Regions from separate parts of the Sus scrofa genome. Here region 2 is linked to region 1. A link is a contact called in public Hi-C data. All regions are on one chromosome and are shown on one strand. The core of a region is the stretch at or near the end of the contact, and the rest is flanking DNA. Distances in the headings are between cores, read along the strand shown.

What was found. A called contact is a pair of places that touch in the nucleus more often than the background predicts.
Region 2: a contact with region 1 is called in a Hi-C map of subcutaneous adipose tissue, with 2.0 times the contacts expected there. The contact joins two enhancer-like sites. A contact is called at or near these places in 1 of 5 promoter capture datasets (liver), 26 of 47 Hi-C or Micro-C datasets (alveolar macrophages, blood, brain and 13 more) and 2 of 2 datasets of contacts at active chromatin or transcription factors (alveolar macrophages and skeletal muscle).

Annotation. Positions count from the first base shown.
Region 1 is chr8:40,732,514-40,738,530 of Sscrofa11.1, forward strand. No RefSeq gene overlaps it. Among named protein-coding and RNA genes, the nearest start is that of CHIC2, 110 kb to the right of the region's middle. Within about 2 kb of position 2,733, at least 17 of the 83 cell types and tissues checked have an H3K27ac peak or open chromatin away from gene starts, as enhancers often do. A contact at or near this core is called in mesenteric adipose tissue and subcutaneous adipose tissue, where this site is marked.
Region 2 is chr8:40,938,369-40,944,385 of Sscrofa11.1, forward strand. It overlaps the pseudogene LOC100739256. Among named protein-coding and RNA genes, the nearest start is that of PDGFRA, 25 kb to the right of the region's middle. Within about 2 kb of position 2,778, at least 14 of the 83 cell types and tissues checked have an H3K27ac peak or open chromatin away from gene starts, as enhancers often do. A contact at or near this core is called in mesenteric adipose tissue and subcutaneous adipose tissue, where this site is marked.

The DNA.
Region 1 (6,017 bases), core at 1,483-3,982:
TCTGCAAATGACAATAATTCTGTAATATCACTGTCATGGAGAGAAGAGAAAGCAATTCAAATGCATTTTAGAATGCCATTATATGGGATTGAGCTACATAATTGTTTAATCAAATTACTCTTAAACTGTGTACAATAACTTATACATGAATATGCATGAGAGTTTTGTCACAAGAACACTTAGGTTGCTTTGCTGTGATTTTAGTGCTTTTGAATGCCTTTTTTATTTTTTTTCCTGGAATTGCCAGGCTTCATCAGGAGGTGTCTCATATGCTGAGACTGGTCCGTGGGAATCAGTTGGGATCGCCATCAGTTTTTATGTTGGGAGGCATAAAAATGCAACTTGGCAGCATAAAAATGCTACTTCACAGTTTATAATATTGCTACAGTTTTGTACCCTATCCACACAAGTACTCTGGTCAATTCTATTCTGAGTTGATTCTCAATTCGCTTTTTCTAATTTTATGGCCACACCCACAACATGTGGAAGTTCCCAGGCCAGGAGTTGAATCCCAGCCGCATCTTTGACCTACACCACAGCTATGGCAACACTGGATGTTTAACCCACTGCACCAGCCAGGGGATTGAACCCTTATCACCAAAGTGACCAGAGCCACTGCAGTCAGATTCTTAACCTACTGTGCCATGACAGGAATTCCTGATTCTCATTTTATTTTATTTTTTGTTTTTTTAGGGCTGCACCAGTAGCATATGAAGTTTCCCAGGCTAGGGGTAGAATTGGAGCTAACAGCTGCAGGCCTACACCACAGCCACAGAAACACAGGATCCAAACCGCTTTTGCAACTACACCACAGCTCCCGGCAACGCCGGATCCTTAACCCACTGAGCCAGGCCAGGGATCAAAGCTGAAGGTAATTTCTGTCTTGAGCGGACGTCAATCAGAACCAAATATTCCATTTATAATTTTGTACCTCTAAGGATTAAAGAACATTCCCGGAGTTCCTGTCGTGACGCAGTGGTTAACGAATCCGACTAGGAACCATGAGGTTGCGGGTTCGGTCCCTGCCCTTGCTCAGTGGGTTAAGGATCCAGCGTTGCCGTGAGCTGTAGTGTAGGTTGCAGACGCGGCTCGGATCCCGCCTTGCTGTGGCTCTGGCGTAGGCCGGAAGCTACAGCTCCGATTCGACCCGACCCCTAGCCTGGGAACCTCCATACGCCGCAGGAGTGGCCCAAGAAATAGCAAAAAGACCAAAAAAAAAAAAAAATTTCCCCAGTCTAGTTTCTGTTTCTGCACATTTGGACTCTGTTTTTTTCTCTTCCAGTGTCAGGTGCAGTGGGACACGCTGATACTGCAATCGGACTCGTGCTGGCAGATGAGTATGTATCGAGGACATCCCGAGTATTCCTGGAAGTAATTCTTACCCGAGAATAACCAACACAGAAATGTGTGAACCACATGCACAGATCCATTGAACTCCAAACAAATATAGCTCTAACTTAACTTCTTAAAGAGCTGGAGTCCCCCAAATGCCAGAGCCTCTCCATCGACACACATCTGCTGGAGGGAAAAGTGATGGAGGGGGAAGCAAGTCGGTGGAGACAATATGCCCATGGCAGTTAAAATATTTTAACATTTGCAATTTTTATTTTATTTTATTCTATTTTATTTTATTTTATTTTGCCTTTTAGGGCTGTATTCACGGCATATGGAGGTTCCCAGGCTAGGGGTCTAATTGGAGCCACATCTGCCACCTACACCACAGCTCACGGCAATGCTGGATCTTTATCCCACTAAGCGAGACCAGGCATCGAACCTGCGTCCTCATGGTTACTCATCAGATTCATTTCCACTGTGCCACAACGGGAAGTCCAACATTTGCACTTTTATCAAAAGCATATGACCACATGAGCCTACGCAAGGACCATATTATTAGAAGTTCTAACGCCTAAGCCTCTTTCACGTTACAGTACGTCTGCTCTGACTGTGGTGAAGATGGTAACTGCAACAAGGCTGAGATCATGGAAAAATCGGTGTGGACCGGAGTGGCCAAGAAAATCCTCATGTTCAACGCAGGCACTGGGCTCGGTCCTGAACCACTGGTAGGTTCCCTAGACGGAGGAGTAGGAGGGACCGAAGCCACAGGTTTCTGCAGTCTGCCCAAAAGCAGACATGCATGGATGTGGCTGTAAAATGTGTTCTCTTGCTGGAGTTCCCATCGTGGCGCAGTGGTTAACGAATCCGACTCGGAACCATGAGGTTGTGGGTTCGATCCCTGGCCTTGCTCAGTGGGTTAAGGATCCGGCGTTGCTGTGAACTGTGGTGTAGGTTGCACACGCGGCTCAGATTCGCGTTGCTGTGGCTCTGGCATAGGCCAGCAGCTACAGCTCCGATTCGACCTCTAGCCTGGGAAGCTCCATATGCCGAGGGAGTGACCCAAGAAATGGCAGAAAGCCAAAAAAAAAGTGTTCTCCTGCCAATGAAAACATTTTTTTCATCACTGGCTTAGAGCTACCTAATAAGAGCCAATGGCAATACATTTCCACATCACTAAAGAATGAGACTTGAGTTTTCTTCCCCGTCTCCTCTCCCCCTCCCAACCAGCAAATAATCTCTCCCAAGCCAGGATCAACCAAAACGTTGGGCATTTGGCACACACGTGTCCACCATTCCCCTTGCTCCAACAACAGGGATCTAAGAAAGCTGGGTTTCCACTCCAGGCAGAGGGGAGGGCAGGAGAGAGGCAGTGGCTGGAGACAGTTTTCTGGTTAGACACAGGACGTAACGCCTGCTGACAGCTGGCTGAGCCAGCATGAGGAAGGAAGGCCCTGGGCCCAATGCTCATTCCACTTTTTTTCTTTCTTTTTCTTTTTTTTTTTAATTTTTTGGCTGCCCGAAGCTTATGGAGCTCCCAGGCCAGGGATCGAATCTGAACCATAGTTGTGACCTATGCCATAGCTGGGGAAACACCAGATCTTTAATGCACTATGCCAGGCTGGGGATTGAAACTGCTTCCCAGCGCTTCCAAGGTGCCTCTGAACCCACTGTGCCACAGTGGGAACGCCTCGTTCCCTTTTCTTTTCAATATTGTCTGTGCCATCCGTTCCATTCCTGGGGGAAAGGGCCGTGTTTGCTGCCAGAGGCAGCAGCCAGCCAGCCATTTGGAAGCTAGAAGTGTCTCTGCCTGTGTCTTGAATATGCTCTGTTTAATCCTCAGTCTCGCCCCTCTTGGTCCAGGGTTCCACTCTGGAAATATCAGAGAAATGCTCCCAGGGGAACCTTGGGTGTAAAGACTTTATACTTTAAGGAGCTCTGGGCTCAGGCGATAACAGCCGCAGCCAGCAGCACGGAGGTCTCCCCCGTAAAGTAAAAGGACACATATGTCATTTAGTCCACAAACATTTGTTCAGCACCTGCTAGATGCCAGCTACTCTCTTAGACGCTAGAGTAACAGAGTGGCTGAGGGTTTCCAAATGCTCCCTGTCCTTTCAGATCATAAACGCAATTACCCTCTTTTGGTTTCCCAGGAGTTGATGTCTAGTAAATTTGCAAATACACATCACGCTAGAATTCAGCCAGGTTGGTTCCCAGGTCAGCCTCAGTGCCATGGCACAGGGGATGGGTCACTTGTAACAAAGTAGCCAACTTGATGATCAGCTCCTTTCAGTGTGGGGCCAGAGTGGGTCTCTGAATACTGGCACAGGGAAAGAGAAAAGCTTAAGGAACAATTGTTGGAGTTCCTGCCATGGTGCTAAAAAAAAAAAAAAAAAGGAACAATTGTCAACTGCCAGGTTAAATGCATTACAAAACCGTTTATTAACTAATTCTTGCTTTCCCTTCATGATGCTTACCTAATCCTTTAATTATTTCTTTGCTTTTTCAGGCCTTACCTGCGGCACATGGAAATTTCCAAGCTGGGGGTCAGATTGGAGTTGTAGCCGGCAGTCTATGCTACAGCCACAAAAACTCGGGATCTGAGCCATGTCTGTGACCTACACCACAGCTCATGGCAACTCCAAATCTGTAACCCACTGAGTGAGGCCAGAGATCGAACCCGAATCCTCACGGTTTCCCCTGCGCCACAAGGGGAACTCCTGTAATTATTCCGTATTTTTATATCTACGACCAGCTCTCTAGCCAGTTCCACTGACTGACATTTTTATCGTGCTAAAAACACACTGCTTTAACCCGAAGGGCTAGACCCTTATTTCCTCAATCCTGCCTCATTCCCCCTCATTTCTTTCTTTTTTGCCCCTCTTTTAGGAGATAGGAAAGAAAGATGTAATCTTGATCTTCCCTTAAGGAGCATGCATTCTATGTGGGAAAAGAATACTTATATATGCCCTTGAAGTAAGTGTTGTCCTCACAACAAGCGCTCAGAATGGCTTTGTTGAAATCGCAAATTCAGAAAAACTTATGGTTCCCAAATGAGACAGGTTGGGGGATGGGGGGGAATGCATTGAGTGTTTGGGATGGAAATGCTATAAAATTTGGCTGTGATGATTGTTGTACAACTATAAAATGTAATAAAAATTCATTGAGTAATTTTAAAAAATAGCAAGTTCAAATTCGATACAAAAGTCTCACCAACTAGTTTCTCTATTAACCACTCACTACTCCATTAAAATGGTTCCAATTACCTCAACACACACACACACACACAATCTTAGTTGCATAATCTTGCTCTTGTTTTTCAGATTGACCTGATTCAAATTGTGTAAAGCAAAACTCATTCTGGTGACCTCACCCAAGTTACTTAGAAATGCATTTGAATTTGAATCATTGCTTTTGTTTTATTTTGGAGAGAAAGAAAATAAGGCGCGGCAGGAAGACTATCATAGAAACAGTTTATGGAAATGTGCAGCTAAAAAAATGGGAAACTATTGGAATTTAGGGACTGTCTTCCCATCAGCACTTTGCCCATTTAGTAGCACAAGAGTGTGTTCTGTATTATCACCTCACTTGTGAACTTACTATGCTTGGCATTTCCAGAGATGGAAAAGTTTGATTTAAGAAAACAAGGCTTGGAGTTCCCGCTGTGGCTCAGTGGTTAACGAACTCAAATAATATCCATGAGAACTCGGGTTCAACCCCTGGCCTCGCTCAGTGGGTTAAGGATCCAGCTTTTCCGTGAGCTGTGATGCAGGTCCCAGACGAGGCTCGGATCCCGAGTTGCTGTGGCTGTGGTGTAGGCTGGAGGCTACAGCTCCAATTTGACTCCTAGCCTGGGAACTGCCATATACTGCAGGTGCTGCCCTAAAAAGCAAAAAAAAAAAAAAAAAAAAAAAGGAGAAGACAGTGACAAGGCTTCTCTGATCCATAAGGTAAGATAAGGCATGAAAAAAGTAGCTTTTTCCAATCAAATTTTTCTGATTTTAAAGACTCTAAAAGTAAGATGTTCCCCAGGGACCCAAGGTTAATTCTGGGCCTCCAGAAATTTTAACAAGAATACTCGGTTGTGCATCAGCTGTGATATACAGGGATCTGTCTCTGGACCTAGCCCACCCATGCCGCCCGCTTTAGGGTGGAGCCTGCCTGAGCTCCTCAGAGCTGCGTGCAGAAACAGGGTAGCAGAGGGTCTCCAGAGCTTTCAGAGTCCTGGAGCTCTAAAGCTGGGGTATGTCATTGGTACAAATGGTGCCTGCCCCCAGCCAGTGTGCCATGAATGTTAGGATACATCAGAATCTCCTACCCAATCACGTGGTCCAGGAGTGGAACTCACACATGCAAACTTTTTTTTTTTTTTTTTTTTTTTTGTCTTTTTAGGGCAGCACCTGCTGCATATGGAGGTTCCCAGGCCAGGGGTCAAATCAAAGCTGTAGCCACCGGCCTACACCACAGCCACAGCAACGCCCGGTCCGAGCCAAGTCTGCCAATCACACCACAGCTCGTGGCAACACCAGATCCTTAACCCACTGAGCGAGGCCAAGGACTGAATCCGAGTCCTCATGGATAGTAGTTGGGTTACCGCTGAGCCATGATGGGAACACCCACAGGCAAATTTCTAACAGGCTTCCTAAGAGACCACTGCCCCCCCAAGTCTGAGGAGCTCTGATTGG
Region 2 (6,017 bases), core at 1,528-4,027, 210 kb after region 1:
TCTTGACGTCTGCTTTTGGTTGGGGGTGTCCCGCACCTAAAGCAGGAAGATGGTGGCCGAAAAGAAGACAAAAAATTTGCTGGAGGCAATCAATTGTTGGCTCCAGCTCATTATGAAAAATGGAAAGTAGGTGCTGGGGTACAAGCAGACTCTGAAAATGATCCGACAAGGCAAAGCGAAACTGATCATCCTTGCCAACAACTGCCCAGCCCTGAGGAAATCTGAAATAGAATTACAGAAATAGAATTATGGCCAGTTGGCCAAAACTGGTGTCCATCACTGCGATGCCAATAATATTGAATTGGGCACAGCATGTGGAAAATACTACACAGCATGCACAGTGGCTACCATTGATCCAGGTGATTCTGATATCAGAAGCATGCCAGGACAGACTGGTGAAGAGGAAATCATGCACAATTTGTCTTTAATAAAACCAGCCAGGGCTTGTTATTTTATTTTATTTTATTTTATTTTTAAAGATTAGCAAAACTGGGAGTTCCCATTATGGCGCAGTGGTTAAGGAATCCGACTAGGAACCATGAGGTTTCGGGTTCGGTCCCTGCCCTTGCTCAGTGGGTTAATGATCCTGTGTTGCTGTGAGCTGGGGGTATAGGTTGCAGACGTGGCTGGGATCCCGCGTTGCTGTGGCTCTGGCGTAGGCCAGTGGCTGCAGCTCCGATTCAACCCCTAGCCTGGGAACCTCCATATGCCGCAGGAGCGACCCAAGAAAATGGCAAAAAGACAAAAAAAAAAAAAAAAAGATTAGCAAAACTGAGATATCTGGGAATAATACATATTAGCTGGGCTGTGGACTAGTGGAACTGCTTATGAAAGGCTGGGGAGTGTGCAAATAAATATGACTGGTTTAGAGAGCAATTTGGCAGTTTATATCAAGGCTAAAAATATTCCTACCCTCACACGCAGTAATTCTTCTGGGTACACACCCCAGTGAAATTTTTGCACATGGGTTCCAGGGGACAAACAATGTTTATTCCAGTACTGTCTGTGACTGTGAAGAAACAAAAACAATTGACATACCCACCAATAAGGAAGTTTTATTTTTATTTTTATTTTTTGGTCTTTTTAGAGCTGCACCCCCTGGCATATGGAGGTTCCCAGGCTAGGGGTCTAATCGGAGCTGTAGCTGCCGGCCTATGTCACAGCCACAGGAACACCAGATCAGAGCCGTGTCTGTGACCTACACCACAGCTTATGGCAACGCCGGATCCTTAACCCACTGAGTGGGGCCAGGGATGGAACCTGCGTCCTCATGGGTACTAGTCAGGCTCGTTAACCACTGAGCCACGACGGGAACTCCCATCAATAGGAAATTAAATACGGGCACTGTGAGATGTTCACAATGTGGAGCAGCTTTCAGCAGTTAAAATGACTGACCTTGAGCTGCCTGCATCAAAATGGATAATTTTCAAAAACACAATTTTGAGTAAAAAAACCAAAACTGGAAATAAAAACAAACACCATGATACTGTGATTTAAGATAATACTATGTTATAAACTTCTAAAATTTGTAGAACTGTACTATATTTTGTTTATGAATATAAATCATGATTATAAAAGGACAAAAATGTACATGAGCATGAGAATATTAAATCGCAGGGTGGGGGGGAGGGGAGACAAGGGAAATAGAAGAGAAGCAGAATTTGCAATTAATTATAGTTGTTTTAAAAAATAATCAGAATATTGGAATTCCCTTGGGGTGCAACAGGCTAAGGATCCAGCGTTGTCTGTAGCAGCTTGGGTCATTGCTACAGCACGGGTTCGATCCCTGTTCCGGGAATTTCCACATGTTGGCAAGGCAAAAACAAACAAATAAAACCCAACAAAACTGAGATTATAACACAAATGTTTTAAAATAAGTGGTTGACTTTTTTTTTTTTTTTTTTTTTTGCTTTTTAGGGCCACCACTGTGGCATGTGGGAGTTCCCAGGCCAGGAGTCCAGTTGGCGCTGCAACTGCTGGCCTACGCCACATCCACAGCCACAGCAATGGGGGATCCAAGCTGAGTTTGCCATCTACACCACAGCTCACAGCAATGACAGATCCTTAACCCACTGATCGAGGCCAGGGATGGAACTAGAATCCTCATGGATACCTGTCGGGTTCGTTATCACTGAGATACTACAGGAACTCCCTGGCTCCTCTATTTTTTTTTTTTTTTTTTCCTTCTCTTTAGGACCGCACCAGTGGCACATGGAGGTTCCCAGGCTAGGGGTTGAATCAGAGCTACAGCTGCTGTCCTACACCACAGCCACAGCAATGCAGGATCCCAGCCACATCTGCGACCTACACCACAGCTCACAGCAACGCTGGATCCTTGACCCACTGAGCAAGGCCAGGGATTGAACCCTCAACCTCATGGTTCCTAGTCAGATTTGTTTCCGCTGTGCCACAATGGGAACTCCCCTGGCTTCTATTTTGGAAAGTCATAGGTGTGCTCTCAAATGTGTGGGTGTCTAGGTAAGGGCTCCAGATTGCCTTTGGCAGGCATTCGTTCCACTATCAAAGCATCTTGCCAAAAAATAATGGTTTGGGGGGACTGGTAAGGCTGCTCTGACCTTGACTTTCTGCAGCCTAGGGAGGAAAGGAGAAGATCAGAATGAACTGGCAGAATGGTGGCTGATGGAGCCACTGGAGAGCCTCCTGCAAAACAGAGACCTTCTGTGTGATGAGGGAGAATGTGCATGTGGAAATGCTGCATGTGTGTTTCTGCAGCTTCTTAGACAAGGCCGGATCCTTTCCAGTCTGAGCGGCAGTTGCTGAGCCTGAGTCACTGGTGAGGACGGGCGGCTGTTCTGAACACCCCGCCTTTGGCCCCTTAGGGTGCAGACCCTGCCAAGAAGGAGATCCACGGTCCCTGTGGTTTCTGGGACCCTTGTAAACAAAATCCCGGTAGAAGAGGAAAAATAAGGAACAGATGAGACCATCACAATCTGAAAAACAAAACAAAGCAAAACAGTTTTCTCCTCTGGCCAATAGGAATAGGGCTCGAGCCAGCTGGCATCTGACGTCTAGGCAAGGGACTGTGAGTGTGCAGTAAATGTCCCCAGCACAGGAAGGAGGGCTCCTTCTGTTTCCTTGGAAGGTATATGTTTTTAGAGCAGCCATTTTGATTTGAAAATATGTCAGGTGAATGCCCTCTATCCCCAGGAGTCTCAAAGATCGTTTCTTTAAAGTGTGAATTTCCCAGCAAAATATTTACCAGATTTTAAGTACATTTACTTTGGAATTTCCCATAACAGTTGCAAGTTTTTTTTTTTTTTAAATGAGCTTTTTTTTAATACAGCCATGTGGAAAATATTATTCTTTATATAGTTCCTCTGCTAGAAGCCTTCGCATTGCATTTCCCTTCAAGCTAACGGTGTTGCTTGCTCTTGGTGGCTGACAAGCCACCCTGAGTGGTGGCCCTGAGATTTTTCTAGAGGTGAGGGTGAGGCCTGGACACCACACCCAGGTGGTCTAAGAACAGGGTGTTTAGAAGCCAGCTCTTAGCATCTGGGTCTGGTAACATTTCTCAGAGCCATGCAGCCTGTTTGCGGGACTGTTTTCCTTCCAGCGTATGAACTGGGATTTTTGGCTGCATGTGCTCATTAAGAAAAGCCATGTCACTTGTCACAAGTGTAAAAAGAATGTTTCAAATGTTCCCGGAAAACTTTCAGCTGGTTCATGTCCACGCCTGGGTCCTCCTGTAATTTTCCTGATTCCTTCCCTCTCAAGATGTGGCTCAGACACAGTTCTGATGCAGAATGATCGCGAAGTTTCGGCCAGGTACTGGATGAAGTCATTGATGTGGATGACTAACTGACATTGTGAAGTTCTTCAGGAATTGGGTTGAGGGGGGTTCCTGGGCTGGGTTTCTGTCAGTGTGGCCAAGAAATATAAGATTTATAATAAACCCTCAAGGACTTAATACCCTTTGGCAGATGTATTCCTAATGGAGCTTATTAAATACAGAGGCTTATTCTAAAGCAAATAACTCGATGGGTAGAAAAGTAGAAGGGGGGAAAAAAAAACCCTACCATTTATTTCCAAACATGTATGCAGGACAGGATTTTTCCTAATAAAACTTCATTCGAATGTAGCCTGTTTATTTTAATTTCTTATCACAACAGAAAATGTCTAGTGAGATCCTTCTGCGTTTGTAGCTAACATGGCTAAGAACACCTTCAAATGAAGACCTTGTGACTGTTTCACGTTCCTTAGGATATTTTCGTCTGTTTTTGTCTCTCCTATATTTATTCTGTGAAGCTAACACTAAAACCCAAACAATGGCACAATGGAATACTAACCCATGGGGATCAAGGAGCATTAACTTGCATTCAAAATAATATGACTCCTGGAGTTTCCAATGTGGCTCAGTGGAAACGAGCCCAAGTAGTATCCATGAGAATGCAGGTTTGATCCTTGGCCTCGCTCCGTGGGTTAAGGATCCAGTGTTGCTGTGGCTGTGGTGTAGGCTGGCAGCTGCAGCTCTGATTGGACGCCTCTCATGGGACCTTCCATATGCCCCAGGTGCAGCCCTAAAAACCATAAAAAAAGGAATAATAATCATTTCTACCTAATAAGCTGTTGGGGGAGGTACAATAAAATAATGTCTAAAGCATCTAGCACATTGCTGCCAAGATAAAATAAATGACCTCACATTAATACCAAAAAATAAATAAATAAAAAATTAAAGCATCTAGCACAGAGTAAGAGTTCTGTAATTGCCAAGGAGTAAGTTCCGTAACTGCCAGGTTTTTATTGTTCCATATGATACTTCTATTAGAGTATTCTATATATACACACAAGTCACTCCCATGAGATTCTAAGTCCCTTGGAGGCGGACTCTGAGTGTAATCATCTTTGTCTTTTTTAAATAACTAAGAACGCTTTCAGAAAGGGAACTTTTCTCATTCCTGTAGATATTTGTTCCTTAGCAAAGGGCCTGGCACCTGGTAAACAATGTAGAAAAGAAGTTTGTTGAATGAATGAGTGAATGAATGAATGAGTGAGTGAATGAATGAATGAAAACCACAGTACAGGGAAGAGAATGGGAATCTGAGACTGGGGTGTGATTCCTTGTGCCTGTTATTTTTGCTTGAAATTCATTCTCAGACCTTCTCTGTTGGGATCCTGGCTGACATACATTTCTGGGGTTGACTGGATTATATAATTGCTGTTTTCTGTCTCTAACTACAGTGATTATGACTCAAGTAGTGGATACATTTACGGTGCTATGTAAATAATAATTATTTTAATTACGGTTTGACCTGTACAATATATTCTAACAACGTAGCTGACTGTGCATTTGTGTATGTGCACTCTTGAGAGTGGTGGAAAAAATCTATTATGAAAGTACAAAAGAATCTCCCCTGTATGCACATGGTAATTTTAGAATTATAACATGGAGAAGTACAATATCACTATAATTACAGCAAGTTTGAAGAAAGAAATGGCTTTGAAATAGTATATAATCTAAGTATGTTGCATTTGGATAATATAAAATCATTTTTTCGCCATGTCCATGGCATGCAGAAGTTCTCAGGCAAGGGTTCAAACTCACGCCACAGCAGTGACCTGAACCACAGCAGTTACAAAGCTGGATCCTTAACCCTCTATGCCACTGGGAAATTCCTAGATAATATAAAATTTATTTTATTTTATTTTTATTTTTTTAGGGCCATACCCGGGGCACATGGAAGTTCCCAGGCTAGGGGTCAAATCAGAGCTACAGCTGCTGACCTACACCACAGCCACAGCAAGGCGGGATCCAAGCTGCGTCTTTGACCTACACCACAGCTCTTGGCAACGCCAGATCCTTAACCCACTGAGTGAGGCCAGGGATGGAACCTGCTTCCTCACAGATGCTAGTAAGGTTTGTTAACTGCTGAGCCATGACAGAAACTACAGAACCCAAATTTGATCCACCTGACACCTGGGAGAACTTTAGCCATTACAGCAATATTATGTTTTGCACTTGAAATGTACAAGGGATCATTTCAGACACTGGAGCGGGT